2 separate regions of the Pan paniscus genome follow, and region 2 is linked to region 1. A link is a contact called in public Hi-C data. All regions are on one chromosome and are shown on one strand. The core of a region is the stretch at or near the end of the contact, and the rest is flanking DNA. Distances in the headings are between cores, read along the strand shown. Region 1 holds the start of NCOA7 (nuclear receptor coactivator 7). Region 2 holds the start of LOC112440062 (small integral membrane protein 26-like).

Region 1 (5,182 bases), core at 1,952-4,451:
GCAGACTGAGGCAGATGGATTGCTTGAGCCTAGGAGTTTGAGACCAGCCTGGGCAACATGGCGAAACTCCATCTCTACAAAAAATACAAAAATTAGCCAGGTGTGGTGGTGCATGACTGTAGTCCTAGCTACTTGGGAGGCTGAGGTGGGAAGATCAATGGAGCTGGGAGTTGGAGGTTGCACTCTAGCCTGGGTGACCTAATGAGACCCTGTCTGGAAGAAAAAAAAAAAAAAAAAAACAGAAAAGAAAATACAGTAGAGCTCTAGATCAACCAGAGACCCAGGAGCCTTTCATTTGGGCAATGTTAGAGCAATATTTGCCAATATTTTTAGAATTCTAGTTTCATGAGACATTACTAGTATTGTATTCAAAAACAGAAATACTAATCATGCTTCTTCATTACAAGAATTGTCTTTAGATAGATAGGTAAGAAAAATACCGAACACATTTGCAGGATTGCCACTGTTTGGCAATGTTTCTCTAAGCCCGCCTACCTTAGCCCTCTAGAAAATCACTTGGGAGAAATCCTGTTGCCTGAACCCAGAGATCCAGCTGCCTCCCACAGGCTCAGCGAAACAAACAAATGGCGGAGTGAAGTGATCCCTCTCTTCTTCCTTTAAGAGAGGAAGGGATCTCTGCTTCTCTTATCTACTTCAAAGTCTCATCATACAAAGGTTGTTTATTCCTGCAAAAGTTAAATGACAAATCCACCTAAATTATCCTCCAATGGCCCATACCCTTCAACAGAGAAAGGCCAGTCTTCATATTTAAAGGTGGCCCTCACAGCCATAAAATCAGTGTGGTATTATATTTTTTCATTAATTCAGCATTTACCAAGTAACTTCCGCAGCCAAGAACAGTGAAAAGTGTTAGGGATACCATTTTTAAAAACATAATAAAGTATATTATTCTAGTAATACCTTTGATTGATGGCCACATTCTAGACTTTAAGAACCACTTGGGATTATCTCCTTTAATTCCTATATCCACCCTATAAAGTTGGTACTGTTACCATTCTTTATGGATAAAGCATATCCTTTACGGATAAAGCAACTGAGGTTAAGTAGTTTACCCAAGGTCAGCACGTGGTGGAGCTGTAGTCTGAAGCCAGAGCCTGAATTCTTAAAGATTACCATGTTCTTAAGAAGTACACTTTCTACTGAGGTTTGATCTGTAGTATACTAAGATTTCCCAAATTATTTCATGTATTATATCTTATCTCCCAATTAAAATTTGACTTTCTATTTAGGGCAGCACTGTTCAAAAGGATTTTCTGCAATAATGAAAATGTTCTAGTTTGTGCTATCCAAAAGCACAGTCTAGCCATAATTTAAATTTAAACGGCTACAAGTAGCTAAGGCATACAGTACTGGACAACACACGCAAGGAAGAGTTTCATTTCTTCCAATTTATCTATAAAGCCAAGGCTTAGGTAAATCAGTTAATGGAAAGGAACGAGTGAAGAATCTTTAGGAGTTTGTACTCCCTTAGCTGGGGAGCAGAAATCTTTATTATATCAGGACTTTCAGTATAATAAAAATGTTATAAGAAGCATATGATACAGCATGCAGTCCTAGAGGAGTTCATAAAGATGGATTCTTACATTCCTTGCAATATCTTTGGAAGACTGACCTTTTTTTTTTTTTTTTGAGATGGAGTTTCGCTCTGTCACCAGGCTGGAGTGCAGTGGTGCAATCTCCGCTCGCTGCAACCTCTGCATTCCGGTTTCTAGTGAATCTCCTGCCTCAGCCTCCCAAGTAGCTGGGACTACAGGACCCACCACACCCAGCTAATTTTTTTTTTTTTTTTTTTTTTTTTGTATTTTTAGTAGAGATGCGGTTTCACCATGTTGGCCAGGATGGTCTCGATCTCTTGACCTCGTGATCCACCCGCCTCGGCCTCCCAAAGTGCTGGGATTACAAGCGTGAGCCACCGCGCGTGGCCAGAAGACTGACGTTTTATAATTGATGGTCACAACTTTAAAAATTCATACTCAGTTATAGCTTTTTGTCTAATAAAAACATCACTGCTTAATTTATTTACAAAACATGGAGTCCATAGAGAGAAAAACAACAGGGGCCTCTTGGTAGTAAAAGGATGAGAAACAGTGAAAACTTGTAAGTCAATGGACACTTCCTTCAGAAACTACATTCAAAACTTAAAAATTTTGTTAAAGAGTAAGCAACTGCCAAATTCTCCTAAGTGACTTCAACCTGTTACTTATACATCAGATATGTACATACATATTCCTATAATCAAGTAATTCTCAATTTGGGAAAATATCATAAATAATAATAGTTATCTTTTGAAAATAAAGTGGGGCTCTAGATCAACCAGTGTCAGGAAACAGCCAAGTCACACCCCACTGGGTGCTTCCTGGACAAGCGCAGTGCAGCTCCCACAGGGCCTCACACCCAAACTTCAATTTGCTTAAAAGAACTATCTCAAAAAATCTTAGCTATTTAGTCACAATTTGTCCTTGCCATGGAACATGTTTTTCTTTTGCCTCATTTTCAATAACCTTAGATTGCAAAATCATAAAAGCACTCATCAAAGAACTGTGAGAGCAGCTCAGCTTCCCTGGAGATCTCAAACCATGTTCCTTTGCTACAATGCAATCAGCTCTTTATATTTTAGGAACCTAATTTTCCCTTACTAAATGCTAAACAACTTACAAATAACACAATGGCTACAGAAAAAAAAATCCAACATCTTTACATTCAAATCCCAAAGATATAAACCTGACGTCTAAATTAATACGTGCTTAGTGCAAAATTGGGCAATTATTCCACATTTGCAAGACAGTATAACATGACCACCTGCTGCTGAAATGCCAAAGCCACCACTGTTAACGCTTTGCTCCGCCTTCCAGAGAGGTTATTACAGCTTAAGCTGCGTCAACAACCCAGAGGAGGCTGCTATCTAGTTTATCTGTGTGGAAGGCCTGTAACACACTGTTAACAGAGTAGTTGCAGGCCCTTCCTTGGGATATTTTTCTGCGTATAAGAGTGAATGAACTCCACGGCCAGATCCTCCTAGTCATGTTGCAGTGCTGGTCATGGGACCGCAGAGGGAACAGCACCCAACTGGGGATGGGGAGCTCACAGGCACAGGCCCCGCAGCTGATGCAAACCTTCCCCCTCCAAGGTTCTCTCGAGTCTCTGCCAAGAGTCGGCTGGAGGGCCCAACTGCTATGTTCTTATTGCTGTAATGACTGCAATTTGGCAGCATCCAGGATGCTGTACCGGGAACGGGAGGGGGAAGGAGATGGTGGGCCCCTCTGCTAAACGCAACGCCAGAAGGGACACAAGGATGAATTTATTGTGGCCATCGGTCCTGAGCTGGAAGGAAAGTCAAAGGGCTTTAAAGCTGGGGAAAAGCTCTAACTCCTGCTCTGCTGTCAAAGCCTTACTTCCCACGAAGAGTAGGGGCCAGGCGGGCCAACTGTAAGGGGGAAGCGGCCCGGGGTGAGGTAAGAGGACCCTCCTAGGTGCCGCTGCCAGGCGGCGGTTCGCTGGGGCAGCAAGGCGTCCGCACTCGGGAGGCGCCACAAAGGGCCGAGGCCTGCGGAGGCCGCGCGCGCAGCTCTCCGGGGCGGAGCCGCCGGGCTCGCGGCAGCGGAGGCTGCAGCAGCCGCGGGTAGCCAGGGTGCCCAGCCTCCCAGCTCGGAGGTCGCGGGGGGCGGGGAGGATGCCGCAACTGCAATCCGAGCGGCAGAGCCCGGCCGCCGAGCTCCCAGGCCCCCGCAACCGCTGTGGGGCGCAGCGCGCGCCACTGGCCGGGCGGAGCTAGAGGCGGGCGTCTGCACAGCGTCGCGCCACCCGCGACTGCCCGCCTTCGGCCGGGCCCGGGACCCCGTAGCGGCCGATGCCCTGACGGTGGGCGCAGCTGCGGGGCTGGCGAGGCGTCGCGCGTGGGAAGAGGCCTAAGACACCCCGACTGCGGCGGCTGCGCACACCCCATCCGGACGCGGGGCCCCGCGGGCGCGCGCCTCGGAGCTCCCGCCTCCTCCTCTTGCTCCTCCTCGGCGTACGGTCCTCCCCTGACCCCTCCTTCCACCCGCCGAGAGGATGCGCTCCCCGGCGCCCAGCAGCAGAGGCCACCGCTCCCAGAAATGCATGCGACCGATCCCCTTCTCCCGGACCCCAGGAGCCGGCGCCCCCGCCCTGTAGGTAGGTGGTGAGGCGGGGCCCAGCCCTCGCCGCCGCCCGCCGCTGATGCTGCCGCCGAGAGGCCGCGAGCAGGGTCCAGGACCGGCCAAACTTGCCTCCCGCCGGGGGCTCGGTGGAGCGCTCGGAGGTGTGCTAATGGCGCTGGGCGTAGCCCCCTGTGAACCTGAAAACCTCTGCTTGAGCTCGGGAGGCCGAGCGGGGGCGAAGGAGAGATTGACCCTTCCCCGCCCACCCCCTGGGGGGCTCGTGGGGGTGCGCGCCGGTACGAGAGTGGGGAGGACAGGTTGGCATGGGTCTTATTTGGGGAGAAGACCGTTGGATTTTCAGCAGCTCAGGTGGAAATATGTCACTGTGTTTTTCCGGCTGGATTAGCAGATGCGTTCTTCCCATCTTTCTAGCCAAAACATGTAGACAGGCAAAGGGTTATTAGTGGCATGTAGAAGTCGCTGTGGATTTTTGTGTATTTTAGAGCTAGCTAGTTGGTATATAAAATCGATGGTGCAAACCCTTACCGTCAACACGTTAGGGCCAATTTAGAGAAGGTCCTTCTAGAAGTCAGATTATTCGGGAGATCGATGAGGCTGGGATATTGTTGTGCTGAGTATTTAGGAGCCTCTGCTTACGTGAAGGGATGTGTTTTAAGAGTGGCAACTTTGATACAGGTGTCGGGAGTTGAGATTCTGCTGGAAAGATGTACCGGGTCAGCCAGCAGAGGCAGCCTTGTGCCCAGCCTAACTTCCAACTCGGTGTTATGCTCTGTATTTCTCAGAAACTGGTTATGTATTAATGCTTTTTTTCTCCTCTAGGTGTAAAGTTTATACATCAGAGCTTTTGGCAAGATTCCCTCTTCCCAGACTATCATTTTTTATTTTATATTCAGCAATAAGGCTTAAAGTTTTGAAAAATGCATCACTGTAAGCTCCAATTTTATAGTCACTTACTTAGGTATAGAGATTTGGAGAAGTGACTCAGTATAAGCTCAAATAGGACAGAATCTTGAATCTTTTTT
Region 2 (5,182 bases), core at 1,052-3,551, 170 kb after region 1:
GTTAATTTCATCAGAAGTATATCTGAGTGCATGGTATAAAGAAGAGATATAATTTTTTTTGCCCCCTGAAATGGTGGCCAGTTGTCACAACTGTCTTTATGAGCTAATCTCTTGCACTAGAAGGGTCCACTATCCCCTTCTAAGGGTACGGCCCGGCCAGCAGTTTCCTGCTGAGAGAAGATGCCCTGGAATGCTCTTGAGAAAGGATTGGTCATCAGTTAGGTTGGGCCTCTGTGCCAAGGCAGCCTCTTAGGTTCATGACAGCCTGCCAGGAACAGCTCCACCCAGAATACTGATATTAACTGGTATTTGAAGCAGCAATAAAAAGAGTATTATGCATTTAGCATCAGGGAGAGAAATGAAAACCCACAAAAAGAAAAGTTGAATTTGAAAGGACAATACCAGTAGCTATGCCATTAGTGATGCCATTGAGAAAATCAGATTTCACTGTACATTTTTTAATATGTACAATCCATCTATCCATTCCCACAATTAATGTTTTTCCACTGCCTACTGTGTGCCAGATACCAGGCTGGATGTTTTGATAAACAAGACCACGTCCCACCCACAGGGAATTTACATTCAAATAAGTATTGGGAGCTGACAGGAACATCTAGAAAGCATCTGTCCTATGTATAGGATTTAAACAGCATATAATAATGGAATAATTTAACAATCCATTTAACATACCAGGATACACAGCTTGCAAACTGAAGCAAGTGTATAAAATTTTTAAAATGTGATAAAGGTAGAGTTAGAAAGCTGGTGGGGAAAGAATGGTAAGTTAGTTGAGTTTCCTGAGGTTTCAAGGAATGGAGACACCTGAGCAACTTAACATGAAAGAAATTTATTTACTTTCAGTTGGTAACAGTCACTTTGCTCAGCCACTCCGGTATCTCTACCTCTTCTGGCCTTTATCAGTGTAGCTCATAGTCGCTGATATTTTTTGTGTAACTTATCTTTTTTCCTATGAATAATCTCTTTGGTTATTAACTTACTGACTTAAATTCCTTTTTCATCATTCTCTCTTAAACCAACAGGAATCAGCCTTTCTCCCCAGCTCTAACACTAAAACTGCTTTTATCAGCTTTTTCAATGACCTTAGCTCAATTCTGAGTCTTCCTCTTTCTCATGCTATTAGTGGCCTTTGGCATAGTGATCACACCTTCCTATTTGAAACACTCTTTGCTTTGCCTTCAGGACACCATTCTCTCCTTGTTCTCCTGTGTCATAGGACACTTTTTCTCATTCACGTCTCATTATTTGTCATTTATCTGATTTCACAATGCTAGAGTGCTCCAAGCTTGGTCCTTGGAATTTTTCTCTTTTCTACTTCTACTTACCCCCTGGGTGATCTCTTCTAATTTTATGAATGTAAATACTTTACTATATGTTGAAAATTCTAAACTGTGTATCTCCAGGTTGGACTTCTGTCTTGAACCTCAGGCTCATATGTCCAATTACTAATGACATTGTCACTTAGATGTACCAAATAGGCATCTGTAATGGAGTGTATTATTGTTCATAATATTTGTTGCCTTGTCCAGTGCCAGCATTATACTTACCCTGTTCTGCTGATGTCAGGGCTGGCCTTGGGATTTGCTTTGGTCAATGACATGCGGTGCAACTGACTTAAGTTGTTTTTGAGAAGAAGCCTTAAAAGCCATCACGTGGCTCCATTGTGTTATGTCTTCCCTCTGCCCTGACACCAGAAACATTCCAGGTGGAGGCTGCTCCTTCAGCCTGGGTCATGAGATAAAGTCCACGAAGACACAGTTGACCTGCAGTAGACACAAATGTGAGTGAGCAAGAAATAAACTTTTTTGCTTTAAAGCATTAAGATTTTTGGAGTTGTTTTGTTTCCTTCAAGAAAATGTTTATTGCATGTTATTAGTGATTATGTTTTACAGCAAAATAAAATATACACACTTTTCACAAACACAAAATGGGAATCAAGGCAGCTATCAAATTTACATGTTGAACCAAGTCCTGGTTTTCAGAATTCAGCAGCCAGTCACGATTCTGCACCAGGGCCACTAGTCCATGATTTCCAATAGGTGAGGATCTTTTCAGTAATTGGGACAAAATCTTCTTTATATGTGACCATCGTTTGCACATAAAACCCTTTTGGGCATTCAGATAGTTCACTGGGTACTTCACTTGTTGAGGCATCCTTTTGTTCTACTTCATCACCTGTTGGCTTCTCCTTTTTCTGGCCAAAGTAAAACATTGAGCCCACCAAGGTCCCGGTGCTGACCACGGACATCTGCCAGTACCAGGCCGTGAACTGGTTTTGATACATGGGGATGCCAGCGAGGGCTTCTATCCTCCTGGAGCTGTTTACTGCAAGAGACATAGCCTAAACTGAATGACACAGCATCTCAAATTAACATACCCAAAACTGAATGCCTGATCTTCCCTGCCCAACCTCCAAACTGCTCTGCCCACAGAGTTCCCCATCTTGGTAAACAGCAGTTTCAACTTTCCAGTTTTCAGATTAAGAAAGTCGGAATTGTCCTTGATTACTCTCTGAATCTCACACTCCACATATAGGCACTGAAAATACATCAATGAACACAATAGACACAACAGATAAAAATTCCTGTTGAGATTACATTCAATAGAGATGAAGCAGACAATAATGAAATGAGTAAGCATAATAAGTTGAATATGAGGATTTCAATATATGTAATACATATTACTATATAATACTAAATATTTAAATGTGTAGAAGTTAACGCATGAGATGGAAAAAACAGAGCCAGTTAAAGGGGAAGGGAGTACCTAGGGTGACAGTAAGGGTGTAGGTTGCAAGGGTAGTCCGAGTTCAACTGATTGAGACAGAAACATTTTAACAAAGACTTGAGAGCTGCAGAACTTTTGGCATGTAATGACTCTGCCCAAACCTCTACACTGAGAGATGACTAAACTGCAGCATTGCTTCTAGCAGCGTAAGGCCATGTCCCTAACATGACCCCGCCACCCCCATTCTCCTCACAAATGCCTGCATTGCCAAGCCCAGTGCTGCCAGAAGAATTTACTGTGTGTTCTAGTCAACCCCGGATGACAGGCCCTTGGCCTTACTTTTTAGACCATTTACTAAAAAGGGCTCACAATTGTGAATCTGTATCTCCTGTAACTCAGAAGTGTCTTTTTCAAGGACTTGAAAGCCATTTCTTTGCAATGTAATTATCAGGAGGGATAGGGCCTGATATGGTTTTGCTGTGCCCCCACCCAAATCTCAACCAGAATTGTATCTCCCAGAATTCCCACGTGTTGTGGGAAGGACCCAGGGGGAGGTAATAGAATCATGAGGGCTGGTCTTTTCTGTGCTATTCTAGTGATAGTGAATACGTCTCACGAAATCTGATGCGTTTATCAAGGGTTTCCGCTTTTGCTTCCTCCTCATTTTCTCTTGCCGCCACCATGTAAGAAGTGCCTTTCACCTCCTGCCATGATTCTGAGGCCTCCTCAGCCATGTAGAACTGTAAGTCCAATTAAACCTCTTTTTCTTCCCAGTCTCAGGTATGTCTTTAACAGCAGCATGAAAACAGACTAATACAGGGCCCCTGTCTCCCAAGTCTCTGTGGGAGGATAGAACCTAATTTTGATAATTGCCAGCTAGCAGACACAGCTGGCCTAATCCCATTTACACTGACCAACCCTTTGTAATTTTTCACTTCTCTGACTCTTCTTTAACCCTCCCATTCCCCCAATTCTCCCTTCTAAACACTCAGTCTCCTCTGCACAAATCAGAAAGGAGCTCAACTCTATCCCTTTCTGTCAGTAGTTGCTGAATAAAATCCGTTTTCACCAAATGTCCAGCTGTGTTTTATCTTTCACAGACTTGAAAGAGATGAAAGGAGTAAGCCATATGACTAGTGGTAGAAAGAGTGTTCCAAGCAGAGCGACAGCCAGTGCAGAAGCTCAAATGCAGGAGCATGCCTGGCCTATACAAGTAACAACAAAGAGACTAGTGTTGCTGCAACAGGGTTAGCAATGGAAATGTTGGTGGCAGCTGATGTCAGAATGTAAAGGGTGGGCATGTGGCATACACTGCAGGGACTTACAGGCCCTCATAGGTAAGTACTTCTAGCTTTTACTCTCATGGGCTAGGGAACTATTGGAGGATGTCGAGCAGGGGAGTGACATGATCTGGCTTACATTTTAAAAGGATCACCCTAGCTGCTGTGCTGAGACTAGACAGTAATGGGGATTGGAGGGTAAGGTTGGAAGTAATAAGACTAATTAGGAGGTTGTCAAAATAAGTCATGTGAGAGGTGATGGTAGCTCAGTCAAAAGTGATAGTAGTGATAACAGCAATGTCTAAATGTACTTTACAGAATTTCTTTATGGATTGGCTAAGAGTAGTTAAAGAGAAGTGTCAGGTATGATTTCAAAGTTTCTGTCCTGAGCAGTTGGAGGAATGGAGTTTCCCTCAGCTGAGATGGTAGCAGGTTTTGGTGGGGTGAGAGAGGATCTCTCCCCATAGTAGCTCATTCAGGCTAATTTATAACATTTATTAAACATGGGTATGGGGTGGTTTAGTAGGCAGTTGGATATTTGAGTCTGAAGTTCAGGGGAGAGTTCTATATTACAGATTTAAATTTTGGAGTTATTGGCAAATATATGGTATTTAAAGCCACGGACTGCATGAGACGACCAAGAAAGTGAGTGTAGGTAAAGAGAAGAGAACCTAGGACCAAAGCCCTTAAATGATGAGAGAGGTTTGGAAGAAGAGGAAGTAGCACAGGAATCTGAGAAGAAACAGCCAGTGAAGTAGAAGGAAAGCAAACAAAAAAAAAAAAGTATGGTGTCCAGGAAACCAAGAGGGGAAAAGTTTGTCAAGGGAGAGGGAATGACCAACTGTTGCTGAAAAGATGAGGACTGAGAAGTGACCATTAGATTTAGTAATATAGTTACTGATGATAACAGTAGTTTGGACCAATTGGTGGCACTAAAAGTCTGACAGGAGGCAGTGTGAGAGAGAAAAGAAGACAGATTGGGAAGCAAACAGATACCTTTTTTGAGGAGTTTTGTTGCAAAGAGGAGCAGAAAAATAGATCCATGAGTGATGGGAAAAGCAATGTTCAAAGCTGGCTCTTAGAGTGTGTTACTGATAACAATAAGATTTATATCCATATCCTAAATTACTTTCAAACAAGTAATTTGATGTGTCATT

Evidence for each region. Hi-C and Micro-C count contacts between places; a contact is called where the count stands out from the background.
Region 2: a contact with region 1 is called in a Hi-C map of fibroblasts, with 3 times the contacts expected there. The contact joins the promoter of LOC112440062 here to the promoter of NCOA7 in region 1. A contact is called at or near these places in 2 of 3 Hi-C or Micro-C datasets (fibroblasts and induced pluripotent stem cells).

The regions. Positions count from the first base shown.
Region 1 is chr5:145,771,369-145,776,550 of NHGRI_mPanPan1-v2.0_pri, forward strand. It overlaps NCOA7 (nuclear receptor coactivator 7), which reads left to right and starts at 3,202. Exons shown (of 16, transcript XM_034962810.4): 1 at 3,202-3,473.
Region 2 is chr5:145,938,003-145,943,184 of NHGRI_mPanPan1-v2.0_pri, forward strand. LOC112440062 (small integral membrane protein 26-like) reads right to left here and starts at 2,302. Exons shown (of 1, transcript XM_024929012.2): 1 at 2,015-2,302. The coding sequence starts at 2,302. The coding sequence ends at 2,015.